2 separate regions of the Muntiacus reevesi genome follow, and region 1 is linked to region 2. Evidence: chromatin contacts called from public Hi-C data. All regions are on one chromosome and are shown on one strand. Each heading gives the region's core, a stretch centred on a gene start, on an enhancer-like site or on the middle of the called end of the contact. The rest is flanking DNA. Distances are from core to core; before and after follow the strand shown.

Region 1 (2,797 bases), core at 79-2,578, 130 kb before region 2:
ACAGAAACCTGCTGAGTTATTAATAATTAAAGCTAAACCTGGTAAAATACAGCCCAGATTAGGGAATCCAATACAGTGTAAGAAGAACTTCATAAGTGTGATATCCAGTAAAAAGCCTCAAGTGTTTCTAGTTCAGAATACTCGAAAAACATAACCTTACTATAACTAGTCCATGATGAGATTTCTGCTGCTTCTAGAATGAGAACTTTGGCTCAACAAAATCACGATTCAGACTTCAAATTTCATTCTTCAGGATACTATCACAGGAACTCCAAGTCCACGTGCAGTCCCAAACCAGAGTTCACACGCTGACGTGGCTGTTATCTGAAATCGAGGCAACGCTCAGTGCGGTCAGCGAACCATGTTAATTGCACGCTGGGTTTTATAAAGTCGGGAGGGAAAAGACATCTGGATTTGCCCAACAACAGTGCAACAATGTAGTAGAGAGGAAATTGACATTTGGGATTCCTAAAATCTAAAAACAACCTTGGCCAAGGCTGTAAAGTTTTTCCATTCACGTAAGAATTCTAGGATTGCCCTAACAGAATTATTAAAAAGTTTAACCACAGTGGAGCTTGGGACTCTGGCACTGGTCCAGCTTCTTTCGGAAAATAACGTTCTGTGTGAACCAGTTCTAAAGCTACACTTATAATTCAGTGCGAATGTTAATGTCTCTAACCTTAATTCATGAGTTTCTCCAAAGTAGGTAAAAAGTTTAAGATCTCGTAACAGCAAACGATAGTTACACAGGGCGAGGGGGTAGGGGGAGAGCAGGCGATATGCCCGTTAGCATCACAAGATCCTAACCCGGGGGTTAGCTGAAATACAGATTTGAGGCCGCCATCGCAGAACCCGTAATCACAATCCGCAGACCCGAGGCCCGGGAATGGGCTAGCCTACTTTCACAACGTGCTACAGTACCTTTCCTGGGATGCCACCCACCACGATCCCGGACAGATCCCGGAGGCCCACAGAGGCTGCGTGCAGCCCCCAGTCCAGGGGCAGCCGGGGACAGCGCGGGCCCGGCGCACGCCTCGCCCCCCGCACGGCGCTGCCACGTCCCCGCCCAGCCCAGCCCAGCCCGTCTCGCTTCAAGCGCTCACAGATGGGGATGGCGGACACGATGAAGGCGTTCCCGAAGAAAAGCGCCGAGGACTTGGCCGAGAGGTTGCGGCTGAAATCCTGCAGGAGCAGGTCCTCCTCGGACTGCTGCTTGGGGCCGCCTTTGGGAGCCATGGTGCAATCGGAGCCGCGGGACGGGCGCGGAACCGGGCGCAGAGCGGGGAGGAAGCCACTGTCACCGCCCCGGCAGCCGCCGTATCCGCTAACGACCAGTCAGCGCAGCGCCGGAGGCGGGACCGGGCTTGGAACAAACATCCGCAGGATTGGCCAGCCTGGCGCCACTTTGGAGGTTTCTCCGGCCTGATTAGGCAGGCGGGCCAGACTTCCGGATTCCTAGCCGGCCACGTGACTCGTCACTGTCTAAGAGGAAGCCGGGACTTGTAGTTTAGTGGGCGCTAGTAACAAAACTTTATTAACATTCTATTTCAAAGACGTTGATAGACTCCTGCTATCCAAGCCCTGAAAATTCGAAAACATGAACCTCTTCGTCTTGTGGTCATTCATTCATGGAGTGTATGGTTTACCTGGCTCTGTGGGTACCCAGAAGCAGGAGATATTAAGAGATGGCAAGAATGCACAGAACTATACAGAAGAGCTCTTAATGACCCAAATAACCACAAAGGTGTGATCACTCACCTAGAGCCAGACATGCTCGGGTGCGAAGTCAAGTGGGCCTTGGGAAGCATCACTACCAACAAAGCTAGTGGAGGTGATGGAATTCCAACTGAGCTATTTCAAAGTCTAAAAGATGATGCTGTTAAATAAAGTGCCGCACTGGAAATGCCAAGAAATTTGGAAAACTCAGCTGTGGCCGCAGAATTGGAAAAGGGCAGTTTTCACTCCAATCCCAAAGGAAGACATTGCCAAAGAATGTTCAAACTACTGCACAATTGTGCTTATTTCTCATGCTAGCAAGGTAATGCTCAAAATCCTTCAAGCTAGGCTTAAACAGTACCTGAATGGAGAACTTCCAGGTGCTCAAGCAGGATTTAGAAAAGGCAGAGGAACCAGAAATCAAACTGCCAACATCCATTGGCTCATAGAAAAAGCAAGAAAATTTCAGAAAAATATCAACTACTTCTTCGTTGACTCTGCTAAAGCCTTTGATTGTGTTCAGTTCAGTTCTGTCACTCATCATGTCCAACTCTTTGTGACCCCATGGACTGCAGTATGCCAGACTTCCCTGTCCATCACCAACTCCTGGAGCTTACTCAAACTCATGTCCATTGAGTCGGTGATGCCATCCAACCATCTCATCCTCTGCCGTCCCCTTCTCCTCCCACCTTCAATCTTTCCCAGCATCAGGGTCTTTTCCAATGAGTCTTCTCTTCCATTCAGGTGACCAAAGTATTGGAGTTTCAGCTTCAGCATCAGTCCTTTCAGTGAATATTCAGGACTGATTTCCTTCAGGATGGAATGGTTGGATCTCCTTGCTGTCCATGGGATGCTCAAGAGTCTTCACCACCACAGTTCAAAAGCATCAATTCTTCAATGCTCAGTTCTCTTTGTAGTCCAACTCTCACATCTATACATGACTACTGGAAAAATGAGAGCTTTGACTAGATTGACCTTTGTTGGCAAAGTAATGTCTCTGCTTTTTAATATGCTGTCTAGGTTGGTCATAGCTTTTCTTCCAAGGAGCAAGTGTCTTTTAATTTCATGACTGTGGTCACCA
Region 2 (2,837 bases), core at 21-2,520:
TTTGCCACTGAGCCACCTAGGAAACCCAGGGTGCTAGGGGAGATACTACCCTTAATCTTTCTTTGCTGGTGTCACTCAGTTTGGTTTAGAACAGTTTAAGTAAGGCTTGGAACCATAATATTTATTATTATCCCTTCTTATATTTTAATAAGCTTGATAAGGTTATATTAACACTGACTTTTTCAGTCCATAATGGCTCCAAGCTAAGGAATTAAGTCGCTTTAGATTTCAGGTCGCAGGAGAGCAACTCTTTGGGAGCTGTGTTCGTTTTCTACCAGCTAATGGGGATACAGTCATGATTAATTTTCCTTGATTTTAACCAGGGTCTACTTTCTCCATATATAGTGATTATATGAATAGTACTTCTTCCTCCACCGCTGAAGAAATATTCAATAGATTGATTCACCATCCAGGATGTTTTACAATCCAGAAAATTTTGCAAATTCGGGACACACGCCAAATATTTTAGAGGCGAGTACATGGTGCTACGAAAGCTCCATGAGGACAGGGAAGGTGTCTGGGCTGATCAGGACTGTAGTCTCCACTTCGCCCTCAGCATGCAATCCGCACTCGAAAAATATTTGTTGAATGAAAAAACAAGTCATCACGGTGTTTGTAGCCTTTAAAAGACACATAAACGTGCTTATACCTCAACACCCCAAAACAAAGTTTCTTTCCTGCAATGCTGCAAATGTTTCCCGTGAAACCGGTATGCCTGCAACCAGGTCGGGCAAGCGCTCGCCCCGGTGCGGTGCGGGCCCGCCCGTCCGGAACGGGGCGGGCGACCTCGTCTGGCCGCAGCAGCCATAGCAGCCGGTAACCTCCTCTCGGGGTCGGCGGCTTCAGCGGCAGGAGGCCTCTGGTGAGGAGGCAAATAAACAAAGCCAACCGCACAAAAACGGGTTGTTCTGTTTCACATCCTCCCTCGTGTTTCCTCCGAACAAAGTGACCCTCCATCTGTCCGCAGGCAGGTGGAGCTCGCCCCACCCACGCGGCGCGCGCCTCGCCTCCTCACAGCTGCTCGACCCTAGACGCGTGTAGACGCGGACCCTCCAGGCCACAGCAGGCGGCGAGAGGACACGCCTCCTCCAGGGAGCACGCGGCGCCGCACGCACACCTCGCGCGCGCCTCCTCGCGAGCGCGCGCGCACGCGCACGCGGGGCGGGCCGCCTTCCCGGCACCCACTGAGCTCCCGGTCCCCTCCCCCCACCCCACCCCCTGCCGCTCAGGCTCCGCCTCCGCGACAGGGCTGCTGAGAGGAGGCGACCGGAAGCCACTTTAAAGCAGAGCTCGAGGTGACAGGCGAGCGAGCTGGTTCGGGAGTGCAGTCGCGGCTCTCTGCGCTCCCCGCGGCAGAATGGCCCGAGTGCCACTCGCCGCTTCGCGAGCCTATGACTCCTAGACGCCGGAGCCCACCCTCCGCGCCCAGCCGGCGGCGCGAACACTGCCTGCGACCCGGCGTCGTCCGGCTCAGCGCCTGTGGTCCGTTCTCTCAGACAGCCCGTTTCAGGTAAAGGACTCGGTTCTGAGGGGCCGGTGAGGAACCCTCGCTGGGATGGTGGTCGCGGAAAGGGGTGCCGGCCTTGCTGCCTGCTTTCACCGATCTGGGGTGATTGGTGTTTAGACTACCTTTTTGTACCGAATTCACTTGGATCCAGTCAGTATTAGGATGGCATTGATTTACACTTCTAGTCACTTCGGGTCTCTGGCAGGTGTATAAATGGGAGTAAGACAGTGGGTTTAGTCGAGGCCGCCGGCGGCTCCGCGTTTCCACTAAGGAAGGGAGGCTCGGGGGCGCGTCTATGCGGTCGCCCCTGCCGGGCAGACCCCTGGCGTTCTGAGGCGCGCAGCGCGGGGGAGAGCGCGGCGGCTGAGGGAGCCTTCCGGCAGACCCCGCGTTACGGCTGCAGCCCAGAAGTTTGCAAGCTGTTTTCAGATTAACTTTAAAGTCCTCGCCTTCCTCCCCGCCAGCCCGAGAAACGCCCTCTGCGTTTCCTCGGCTCTGCTCAGGTCGGTCCTCCGAGCCTCGCAGGGCAATCTTTTCGGGAAGGTCGGTCGAGGAAAGAAATTAAGGCGCCGCGAGTGGCTTCTGGAAGGGGGAGGGCAGCCGGGGCGGGGGGTCGCTGGGTGGGTGGGAGGAGGCTGGCCCGGGGGTATAGGAGCAGGAGGGGGTGGGATCCTCGTGAGCACCCGGGATCTGGCCGCGAATCGGCTGCGCCGAGCACAGTTCGTGCGATCCCGAGCGCCGAGCTGCGCAAACCGCCGCGGCCGGCAGGAGGCGTCCCTCGGACCCCCGGCCGGGATCCCAGCGTCGTTCTACGCCCAGACGGAGTCCTGAGTTGGGATCCGGGCGGTTTCCCCGACGGTGGTGGGGTGCAGAGTGCCTGAGAACCGGGGCATCACCCGGGGGCATCGTGAGGTGAATGGTGAAGCTGTAGGTCGCTGGCAGAGGGACTGGAGGAAGTGTCCTTCCAATCTTTATTTTTTTTTCTGTTATGCAAACTAATTGAGGAACTGGGTTCTAGTGACTTCCTCACTCCAACCACTCCTCCAGTTCTCTGCCTGTTTCTCGGTTTTATTTCTGAGTTGGACAGAGGGCAAAAATAGGAAAAGTTGTGGCGTGTGTGTGCCCTCGTATAAATGAACTGAGTTTCGTGTCTGTTTTGCCTTGATTGGGTGTGATAGGAGTGGTTAGTGTGTGTGTGTGTGTGTGTGTGTGTGTGTGTGTGTGAGTGCGTGCGTGGGGGAAGGCACAGGCCGGTTTGCTGTGGAGAGGGAATACCACAATCTGTGCCAATTGTGCCTTAAGGCAAGAGCACCAAATGATGAATAATAAC

Evidence for each region. A called contact is a pair of places that touch in the nucleus more often than the background predicts.
Region 1: a Hi-C map of muscle shows a contact between it and region 2, with 4 times the contacts expected there. The contact joins the promoter of SSR3 here to the promoter of TIPARP in region 2. A contact is called at or near these places in 2 of 3 Hi-C or Micro-C datasets (blood and muscle).

The regions. Positions count from the first base shown.
Region 1 is chr8:86,583,085-86,585,881 of mMunRee1.1, reverse strand. It overlaps SSR3 (signal sequence receptor subunit 3), which reads right to left and starts at 1,328. Exons shown (of 5, transcript XM_065942989.1): 1 at 1,104-1,328. The coding sequence starts at 1,236.
Region 2 is chr8:86,452,252-86,455,088 of mMunRee1.1, reverse strand. It overlaps TIPARP (TCDD inducible poly(ADP-ribose) polymerase), which reads left to right and starts at 1,270. Exons shown (of 6, transcript XM_065942655.1): 1 at 1,270-1,510.